2 separate regions of the Ovis aries genome follow, and region 2 is linked to region 1. The links are chromatin contacts, called in public Hi-C maps. All regions are on one chromosome and are shown on one strand. Each heading gives the region's core, a stretch centred on a gene start, on an enhancer-like site or on the middle of the called end of the contact. The rest is flanking DNA. Distances are from core to core; before and after follow the strand shown.

Evidence for each region. A called contact is a pair of places that touch in the nucleus more often than the background predicts.
Region 2: a Hi-C map of liver shows a contact between it and region 1, with 6 times the contacts expected there. The contact joins two enhancer-like sites. A contact is called at or near these places in 13 of 16 Hi-C or Micro-C datasets (blood, hypothalamus, liver and 6 more).

The regions. Positions count from the first base shown.
Region 1 is chr3:132,791,524-132,797,000 of ARS-UI_Ramb_v3.0, forward strand. No RefSeq gene overlaps it. Among named protein-coding and RNA genes, the nearest start is that of CALCOCO1, 19 kb to the right of the region's middle. Within about 2 kb of position 2,553, at least 5 of the 54 cell types and tissues checked have an H3K27ac peak or open chromatin away from gene starts, as enhancers often do. A contact at or near this core is called in liver, where this site is marked.
Region 2 is chr3:132,832,562-132,838,038 of ARS-UI_Ramb_v3.0, forward strand. No RefSeq gene overlaps it. Among named protein-coding and RNA genes, the nearest start is that of CALCOCO1, 22 kb to the left of the region's middle. Within about 2 kb of position 2,755, at least 2 of the 54 cell types and tissues checked have an H3K27ac peak or open chromatin away from gene starts, as enhancers often do. A contact at or near this core is called in liver, where this site is marked.

The DNA of each region.
Region 1 (5,477 bases), core at 1,303-3,802:
CCTCTGCAGCCCTACTAGCTATACGGTGGTTCTCTCCATTGCCAGGGCTACAGGAAGGACTGGAGTTAGACCACGGAAGGGTCTTTCCAGATTAACCTCTTGGTCATGGCCACAACACAGGCCAGGGTAGGGAAGGCTAAGAAATCTAGGCTTTTCGGAATAGGCCCAATGAACTGAGCATGATGAAATCAGGGAACCCAGAGAAGATGGGCAATCTCCTGGGTATGGTGGGCTTGGAAAGACTATGCAACTATCAGAAGCAGTGGCATCCAAATATACATTGGGGTTTATTGGGAAGTTCTTCTGCAGGTCAGACCTCAAATCCTCCAGCTTTAGTTTCAGGCTATTTCTTTTAGGGCTCTTTCGGGGAGGGAGAATCTGAATAGCAGGTTTGAGACTTGAGGACAGAGTTTCCATTGTCTCTCTCCATCTAGAAGTGTCTTTGCCACTTTCCTCCCAGATTTCTACTCTCCTGTCAATGAAGAATTCAAAGCTCCCTGAAGAAACCACCAACGTCAATTAGGAATTCTGAGGCCTGCTACCCTCACAGTGCACACTCCTACTGGCCTTCCCAGCTCTCTTGCCAAGGAGGTCCCATTCTTGGCACCAGGACTCCATCCTTGCAGTTCTCAGTGTCTGCCACAAGGTGGCAGCTGACACATCGACAGGTCTAGAACTAGAGCAGGTGCCTCACCAGCGCCAGGACCCTCTCCTCCACCCAGATCTCCACTCACCCCAACCCCTCCTCCCTAGGCAGGATGCCAACCCTGCCTAGGCAGGGTGGCATCATAGTGGAGCTTCCTGCCACTCCCCACACCAGGCCAGCATCCCAAGGGCCCCAGGAGAATAGTGTAGAGGGGCCTGTTAACTGGGCCAGAGTCAACCAAGAACAGGAAGAGGAACAGGAGCGAGGGGTGAGGCCTAACACAGAATAAAGACCAGGAAGGGTCTGTATTGCCACCTCCCTCCTCGGGAGGAGATCCAGTTGGACACCATTAGCTCTCCCATCCCCAGAGCGCAGAAAGGGGACAAGGTTCAGTCAATTCTCCGCTGCAGTCCTGACCCTTCTGGTGCATGGAGAGGGGTCCTGGGAGGGAGGAGAAATCAGTCCTGCCTTTGAGGCACCTTCCATTTGGAAGTGGGAGCAGGGACAAGTTATGCAGCTGGAAAGAGCAGACAGAAGAACCAGGAGAGACTTGCAGCTACCCTGGCAGTGGTTTAGAAGGAGAATGTTTGGGATCCAGAAACAGGAGGATTAATCAAGGAAGACTTCCCAGAGGAGGTGAGTATGAGGTGATATTGCAAAGGGTCAAGAGGCTAGTCTGCAAGAGGAGGAGGAGACGAAATGGTTCAGACTAGGCATAGACCATGAGGCTAGGAGAAGGCAGGGAGGAGCAAACGACATGAGGGCTGCCCCTGGATGCATCCAAGAGAGCAGATGGTGGGGGCCTGCAAGGGGGATGGGAAATTGAGGAACAGGTGTTGGCGGGTGAGAGGCCTCGAAGCCCAGCTGGAAAGACTGGGAAGGAGTCGCTGAAGCCTTCAGCAAGAAGAAGGGGGACAGTCCCCCATTAGCTGAAGTATTCCTCCCTCTCTCCCCAACTCCATAAAACCAAGAGAAGAGAAGAAGAGTCAGGTTCCTCAAGGGGACACAAGAAGGATTCCTAGACTAGGAGTCAGGGGCTTAGGACACTGATTGAGTCTTCCTGCCTCTGAGGCTCTAGCTGCTGTCTGTAAAGCAAGTGAGCTGGAACCTATGGTTTCCGAACTCCTGTCTCTGATATTGTCCTGTGATCATTGCCTTCCTCTCCAAGAATGACCGGACCCATCTATGATCCTCCAGGCTTCAGTCTCCCATTCTCTGAGTGTCCCTAAACTTCAGACCCACTCCCCTATCCAGAAGAAGCTATTTCCATGCCAGGGGGTGCTAGGTTCCAATTTCACAAACTCAGCCTGGGCTTACTGGGCACATGGTATAGCAAGAGGATGTAAGGTTAAATCCAGGAAGAACTTCCCAGCACAAGAGGTCTGAAAGCCTCAGCTTGTATGTCTCCAAGAGACAAGGACATTTGTTTTGGACCTGCCTGAATAGTGCTTACTAGAGAAAGGTGTTCTCACTGTGGTTATGGATCACCACCACCCCCAGAGCCAGAGACCTTCACAATGAAGCCTTTCCGGGACTCTACCACCCTAAGGCAGAATGGGTGGAGCCTAGAGCTAGGACTTGCAGCCTGGGTAGAAGACACTCCTAAAACCTAATCGAAGATGTGCAGAGAATAGGCCTGACCCCTCCACTGCCCAGGCCCCTGTCTGGGCCCCACCTCCTCACCGCCCTCCTGGGTCAGAGCAGGGCCTCTGAGCACTTCCAATTCAAGCCTGGAATGAAGACCTCAGGGCCCAGGTCTCCACCCAGCCTCAGATCTGGGACCCTGACACCACCACCCCCATGCCTGGTGGGGCATAGGCACCCACTGTTCAGGCTACCCAACCCCCCGCGTCCCCAGCAGAAACAGCCTTCCTCTCCTGGCCTCTCACCTCAGCCCCACCACATGCCACATCCTGGAACCTGTTAGAGATTTCAGCAAACGAAAGATATCTTCGGCTGTGAGGCTCCCCGGGGACACAACACGCATCATACACCCATTCACCTGCATAGATGAAGATACACACACACCGCTCATACATACACGGACACCCTCAAAGTACACACACATCCACACATCACATCCTCACACACACGCAACACAGACATATGCTCATGAACTCATACAGACAAGCATATACACACAAACTTACACATATTCCTACACTCACCAACACACGTGTATACATACATACATGTGTCTCCACTCCTTCCTTCCGGCTAAGGATGAAGATGCCAGCCCTCTAGATTCTAGAGGTTTAGAATGCCCCCAGGGGAAGCTTAGAAACCCACAGGAAACCTATTTCCAGTTTCCTGACCCCAACTGGAACTCCTATGCTATGTTCCCTTTCCTGCCTCCAGAATCTCTGGGATTCTCGTCCATTGAAATGGAACCTGCAAAGCTCATTCATTCATTTATACAACAAACATGTTTGAGCACCTGTCTGCCACACACAGGCCTACGTGCCTGAAGTTGAGGTGGACATATAAAAGAGTGAGACCTTCTCCCCAGTGGTGTGGTGGAAAGACCAAGAGTTCAGGAATCAAGGACCTGAACGCAAATCCTGCCTTTGCCTCTGAATAAGCTGTGTTACCTAAGACACAGTACACAACCTCTCTAAGCTTCAGTTTCATCACCTGTAAGGTGGGGTTAAATAAAATTTACCCAATAATACTGTAACGATTAAAAGACAGGGAAAGCCTCCATCAGCAATGTGTCCACTGTGGAAAGTCACCTTCTTTCTTTCCCAGTCCCCCTGGTGAGGGTCTCCCCAACACTCTCCCAGTCCTGCATCCCTTGAAACAGAAACCCAGCCTCTCTCCGCCTCAGACCCCCAGGTGCGCCAACATGGGGAAACTTGATCTCGGACTTGGCCGGCTCCATCCGATTCCCCCGCCCCTACCCTGGTCCCCGCCCCTCCCGGTCCATCATGCCTCTCGCCCGTTTGCAGGTCGCGTTTTCCGTAATAACCTTTAATGCGGCTGGCCACGGCCCAAATGTTCGCGATGGAGCGCTGGGCCCCGCGCATCAGATGGACGATGAAGTGTTAATCATCCCCCAGGGAGCAGTCCCGCGGAAAGTCGTCATTAATTTCTCTGAATTACACCAATTCCGAGACATTCTTTATGGACAGACAGTGCGGGAGACAGTTATATGACAGGACTTGCTGTGCTAAGCAGATGTGGGAGAGATTGCGTCGCCCCATGAATACTAAACAATCGCTCGGAAGAAACCCCACCAGCTTCTGCTCTCAGAACTGGGAAGCCGCCCAGCACACCCCCACCCTAATGTGCACACCCAGCAGGTGCCTGAGGATGGGGCAGGGAACAGGATTGCACCCCTACCCCAGCTTCTTAAGAGGCTTCCTCAACGCCCCTGCAGAGTCAGGCCTCAGCCTCAAAGTGGGAAGCGGCTCTGAAGGTCTGACGCTCACCTTCCTGGGACCCTCCAAGGACCCACAAACACCCTAGCTTTCTGTATCACAGCCTTTGCTCCCTACCTTCCTTCCAGAGCCTGACCTGCTTTCTGAACTGCTGTCTGTCATCTCCACTCTGAGCCTCTTCTGGCTCTCCTTCTAGACAATTCACCACCCTAACCATCTCTGAGCTTCCATCAGGCATTGCCCCATCCTGGTTCTTCCACCTCCACACCCCACCCCACCCCATATCTCTCTACCGCTCCATCCTCCTCCATCTGCTCCACCACTCCACCTCCCCGCCCGTCTCCAGCTCTCTGACCCTCTCACCCTGCCCACCTCCCGCTCTGCCCCCTTCCACTCCTCGCTCACCTCCCCAGCCCGATCGCCTGCTTCTCTTGCCCACCTCCCCAACCACCCCACCTCCCAGGGAGCTCTGCTTTCGCATTACCTCCATCTCTGCAACCTGCTGCATTCTACCATTTTGCCCCATTTCAAGTTATTGCCCTATATCTGCTTTCACATCTCTGCCACTCTTCAGAATCTAGAGGGGAAGGATAAGGTGCAGAGCCGAATAAAACCAAGGTCCGCACCCCCCACCCCTTTCCTCTTTCCTCAAGCCCTCTCTGCCTGCTTTCCTCCCTCTCTTCCTTCTGGCAGACAGGACAAGTGTAAATGAGAGCTTAAGAGACTTCTCCCCACGAGTAAAGCAGTGGGCGGGAAGTGGGGGAGGTGGAAGGTGACCAGGGAAAAACCTGCCGAAGCAATTCGGTCACACCTGAGGGAAGCCCCGCCCACTAGGGCGCGCCCCGCCCCCTCCTCAGTGGCCTCGCGAGGCCTGGCCAGCCCACAGCTCGCCCCGCCCCAAGTCAGAAAGGACCCTGGGCAGCGCTGGGACCTCGGTCGCCCCAAAGCCACTCCTCCTCTGGAGAAAGCAGAAAGCAAAGGGGGACTGTTTCCCCATCAGGTGGTCCCACCACCCTCGCCTTCACTTGGGCTGGAGGGAAGAGCCCCCCGCTGCTCCTAGTTTGGGACTGGGGGAGAAAAAGAAAAGTGCGCAGCCTCTGCGTCTTTTCTCCTCGCAGATAATTTATGTCTGAGAGCAGAGCAGATGGCGGGTAATTTAGCAATTACCGTGTGCAGGAATAGGACTCGCGCCTCCACGCGGAAGCCGCAGCCTCGTCTTCTTTTCTGTCCGTTTTCTCTGTTCTGTCTCCCCTTCCCCACTCACTCCTGCCACACCTTACTGAATCCCACCGCTCAAGGGGAGAGGCTATCCTTCCATCGGTCCCTTTCCCTCCTGACCCCTTCCTGGATCGGGCGGAGGATTTCTGCCTCAGGAAACGAGGAGAGCTGGCTGCTCCCTGGAAGTTATTGCTCTCTTCTCACCTTAGTCTTTCTTGCTGCTATAAGTGACC
Region 2 (5,477 bases), core at 1,505-4,004, 41 kb after region 1:
CTCAACTCCTTTGCCTTTCTGAAACCTTGGAAATCTCTCAAACCAGTAGAAACACACAGCATGGAAGCAATCACAAGGATTTAGAGATTTCTAGTACTCTTGCCTGGAAAATCCCATGGGCAGAGAAGCCTGGTAGGCTACAGTCCATGGGGTCGCTAAGGGTTGGACATGACTGAGTGACTTCACTTTCACTTTTCACTTTCATACATTGGAGAAGGAAATGGCAACCCACTCCAGTGTTCTTGCCTGGAGAATCCCAGGGACGGGGGAGCCTGGTGGCTGCCGTCTATGGGGTTGCACAGAGTCGGACACTCCTGAAGTGACTTAGCAGCAGCAGCAGCAGCAGCAGCAGACTTAGTTTGCCATATTTCCTAATCATGTGACCTGGAATGAACCACCTCATCTCTCTGAACCCTCATCAGCAAAATGGATCTTTGATGATTATATGAGATCAGCTGTGTCAAACACCTTGTGCAGAGCCCTACCCACAATAGTTACTTTGTAACTTGGGGTTTTTCACTTTGCATCTTGCCCCTGAATATCTGGAGAACTAGGAAAAGAAACAGCAAACTTAGTTTCATGTATATGGACTAATAGAATCTTGAAACCAAAAAGGGGCTTAGAGATATATTTCCAGCTCTCCATTCAGTGCAGAAATTGCCTGGACTCCATCCCTCATTGGTAGTCATCCAACCTCTGCTTAAACATCTCCAGGGGCCATTCACTGGTTCACTCAATAAACAAGAACAAGGCACTGTGGGAGCCACAAAGAAGGGCAGACACAGCTCTCACTGTTAAACAGCCTACTTATATAATAGCAAAAAGGACAGAGAAGTTACTATCACATAAGATAAACATTGGTATGTGCCAGTCAAGGTGCATACAGAGCCAACCACCTTACAGGTTAATAATATATGTGCAACAAAGTGTAGCTCTAATGTTGAAATCCCTCCTAAATCCCAGACCTCAGTGTTCCCATTCATTTCATGGAAAATGCAGCAAGATCCTTCCACATTAGATCTTGGGTCATTCTCTTTTTTTTACTATTTTGTTTTTGGCTGTGCTGGGCCTTCATTGCTACATGCGGGCTTTCTCTAGATGCAGCAAACTGGGGCTGATCTCTAGCTGCGCTGTGTGAGCTTCTCATTGCAGGGGCTTCTCTTGCTGTGGAGATCGGGCTCTGGGCATGCAGGCTCAATAGTTGAGGCTTGGTTGCTCTGCTGCATGTGGGATCGTCCCCAATCAGGGATCCAAACCATGTCCCCTGCATTGGCAGGTGGATTCTTAACCACGGGACCACTAGGGAAGTCCCATGGATCATTCTTAAGGAGGACACTTTTTGTAAAAACCTTTAAAATTCCAGGAGGGTGTGAACATGGAAAAGGCTAGAACAGATAACTGGTAGCACAGGTGTAGGGAGAACTGCAAGATCCTCCGGCCTCTTCTGTCTCAGAATTTCTAGGAATCCCTAGATGTCTACCCTAGATATACAGTCCCTTACTACGAGTAATTCCTGTCGCCTTGGGAAGCCACTCTCGGGACTCATCCAAATGCCTTCCTCTTCTTTTCTTTTTCATCCCACCCCTCTTACATTTTTTCACCTTTTATCAGCATCTCTATGATTTTCTTTGCGTCCATCTCTGCTTCAGCCTGTCCCTCTCATTATTTTGATTTGGCGTATCTGATATTCTCAAGGTCTTTCTGTCTCTCCGTCTCCCTCTCTTTTACTCTTTCATCATTCTCGATTTCTTGGTTGGTTTCCATTCTCTGTCTCTGGCCTCGCTTTCTCCCCAGCTGCCGCAAAGCCATAAACCCAGCCGGCCCTGCAGCAGGCAGCCGCCAATCACTGGGCTCCAGGAGTTGCGGGGAGGGGGCTGCAGAGAGAAGGGGGCTTGGAAAAGCTGGGGCGTTGTTGCTACAGCATGGGAGGGGAGAGGCAGAAAAGAGCAGAGAGATGCCACTCCCAGAAGGCGACCACAGCTTTCCTGCAGGGAGCAGACACCTGACCCCTCTTTCTGTTGGGAATCAGGGTACCTGGGTCCTTCCCCTGTACTCCCCAAATTGTGATTTCTCGTCTAAAACCACAGGTCACAGATCACTCACTCCTCCAGAGATTTGCCTCCTTCATTTTCAGGCTGTCCCAAGATGAAGGAGCTAAGGGACCCTGGGAGTCTCGGGATGTTTGGGACATACATTACAGGAACATTCCCTGGGTTGGGAAGATTCCCTGGAGAAGGAAATGGCAACCCACTCCAGTACCCTTGCCTTGAAAATCCCATGGACGGGGGAGCTTGGTGCAGGCTACTATGCATGGGGTTGCAAAGAGTCGGGCACGACTGAGCAACTTCACTTTCACTTTTCCTTTCACAGGAACACTGGGACAATAAATGGATGACCAGGACTTGGTGCTGGGAAGACACTGAGAAGAGGCAGACTCTTAATCGGTCAAGGGCGAACCAGAAGGGTGGGCAATCCAGGCTCCTTACCTGCTACCTCTATCCCCAAAGCAGGATGGAGAGCCTGAAACCCTGGTCCCTAGTCTAGGCTGGGATTGGGCAGTTTAGGTGCTATGTAAGGAGCAACTGTCCAGCTCATCGACAGGAAGCTACAGGGCCTGGGGAAGAGAAAGGGTGCTAGAAGGGGAAAGCAGGAAAGGGGAGGGATTAGCGAGAGATTTTAGGAGAAGACAGGAGGAACTTGCCGTTCTGTTCGGGCCCAGCGAGTGGTAATTCCTGGTGTGCCGGCGACCCCTGCTGGCTGCGCACGTCACTGCCCGGGAGAAGGGAAAGAACAGCCGGCCTGTGTGGGTCCCAGCGTGGGTCGAATATGACACTGCGTTTTGTGAGTGTGTCACCGTACAGCGGTCACGGCGCCTGTGTCACCACCTGCGATTATATGTGGGCACCCCTGGGTGATGGCAGTAATGTGATCGAGCACAAAAGTCACAAAGTTCAGGCTCTGAACTTCTGGCTGCCCCTCAGGGAGTCCAGACTGGGAAGGGGGAGGTCTCCTAGCCCAACAGACGCCTCACTAACGTCATGTATGAACCCACTCGTTGAGGCTCTGCGGGCATCAAAGTAAAATTTACCTGTCCGAGTTTAGGGGGATAAGTGTGGGCTTTGGAAACAGACTTACCTAGGTTAAAATCCTGATTCCCTGTACTAGCCATCTGACCTCAGGCACGTTACTTAACTTCCCTGAGTCCAATTTCCTCATCCAAAAGGCATGTTAATACCCATCTCACAGGGTTATTGTGAGTGTAGCCCAGTGCCTGGCAATGGAAAGCGTTTAATAGATGCTAATTTTCTGCCTCCCTTTTCCTTTACCTCCCACCCCCAAGATGCGGCAGGGATTTCAAAAGGCAAATGAACAGAGGATATTGTTGACACTGGTGATGGTGGTGGTTTATATTTACATCACTCACGAAAATCGTTTAAACATATTTTTAATACGTGGCTTTTTCCCTTTTTATTAGCCAAGCACATCATGATCATGTTTTATTGGGATAGAAATATCCTGATGTTATGGCAGGTATGTAGAAGGACAGCCTTATGAAGTGATAACAAGGCATGACAAATCTTTCTTTATTGTGATACATTTTCATTACTCAGGTTAATCAGGAATTACCCATTAGAACAAGGGCTTAAGATAAGTACATGACAGTCATCTGTGCAGATCAGAATCTCCTGATTTTCCAATGGGTATCTAATTGTTATTGCTGTTGTGGGGGGATGATTAATGCTTTGATTGAACTGGTCTTAAAACATTAGAATAACTCGAGATACGACAGGCAGTTAGAAACAGTATATTCTGAAATTTAAAAGAGGACAGATTTCAGTTCTACCAAAAAATGTCTAACCATTACAGCTGCCTAGTGACAGAGGGCAAACTGCTCATGAAGTAAAGAGCTCCTTTTGGGGAGAAGTACTGAAGCAGAAGCTGGCCGATGCCCTGGCAGGCTAACTGTGAAAGAAATCTGGGCTGCAGAGGAGACTGGATAAGAGGCCCTTTGAGGTGCCTCCACAAATACACTGCTGTGAATAATGAATACTTAGCTCTGTAGAAGTGTTGTCCCAAATGACATTACTGCCATACCCAAGGCCATTGTTTGTCACCATGGGGTGGGATGGGGGGATAGTAACAATAACAACTATATGCTTTTCCCATTCAAGACTGTTTTTCCCAAGGAAAGTCAAGATTCTGGGATCGTTACCTCTTTAACCATCCCCACATTCCTCTAGTTCTTTTTTTTTTTTCTTTCTATCTTCAAATATCTTAAAGAAAATTTTGCTTTTTTTTTTTTAATGAAAGACTTTTTTCATCTTTTAGTTTTCTGCCTCCAAGAGGTGGGCAAGCAATAGGTGGGGGCAGAGGAGGAAACAAACATTTATTGTGTTCCTATTTAGTGTAGCTGCTGTCATTTTTGCATTTAAGAAAAGTGTGTATCTGCTCTCATGCAGGTTAAACGTTTGTATGTGTGTGTTAGTCGCTCAGTCGTGTCCAACTCTTTGTAACCCCATGGACTGTAGTCCGCCAGGCTCCTCTGTCCATGGAATTCTCCAGGCAAGAATATTGGAATGGGTTGCCATTCTCTTCTCCAGGGGTTCTTCCCAACCCAGGAATCGAACCCAGGTCTCCTGCATTGCAGGTGCATTTCTTTACTATCTAAGCCACCTATAACCTTTTGTAAATGTGATGGGGCCACACATTTTTCTTTTTCACTCTTCAGGCTTCTCTGTGGGACTTTCGTTATCTAGCTGCCTGTGGGGGTATCTGCATGCAACTCCTCCAAGGATTTCAATTCCTCCTCTGGGTACACAGGAGCTATTCTTCTGGGTTCAGGATCTTTGTGCAGGACACCAGCTTTGTCCCTATCCTGGGCACAAGGGGGTTACCATATCAGGACTCCCGCCTCCTTGCATTCCCTGTGCATGATTTCCTTTTCCATCCTTGTCACAGTGCACGCAGATCCCTGTGCCCAAGCTCCGCCACATGAAACCATGTGTGTCCCTCAACCCCTCCTTCCACCTCTGTGAAGAGTCCTTGGCACCCTCCCCTCCTGGCCACCCCCACTCCCCAGTTTCCATGCCAGGAGAGATCTAATTACACAGAAATTAGTACAGAGAAGGATCGTTTGCTTTTATGGCATCAGCGCCAGGGCAGTTGTAAATCTGGGGCTGCTGCTGCAACCGCCTCTGGGCACTGTGCAGCTGTAGGGGGGCTCTCACCTCTGTAACCTGCTTTGCTCCATCTCTGCCCATGCCCAGCTGCCCGGGGCTCTAACTCTGCCCAGGACCCCAGAGCCCTATGATATACCCCTCTCAAAAGGAGGAGGAGGCCTGTGAAAGGGGAGGGGTCCGTCAGAAGATGACACATACTAGCTGCTCAATAAATGTTCCCTGAATGAGAGAAGGGTTAATTCTAGCAATGCTAACCACCAGTAGGTCCCCAGCTCTGGTGGCCAAGGGATGACTATT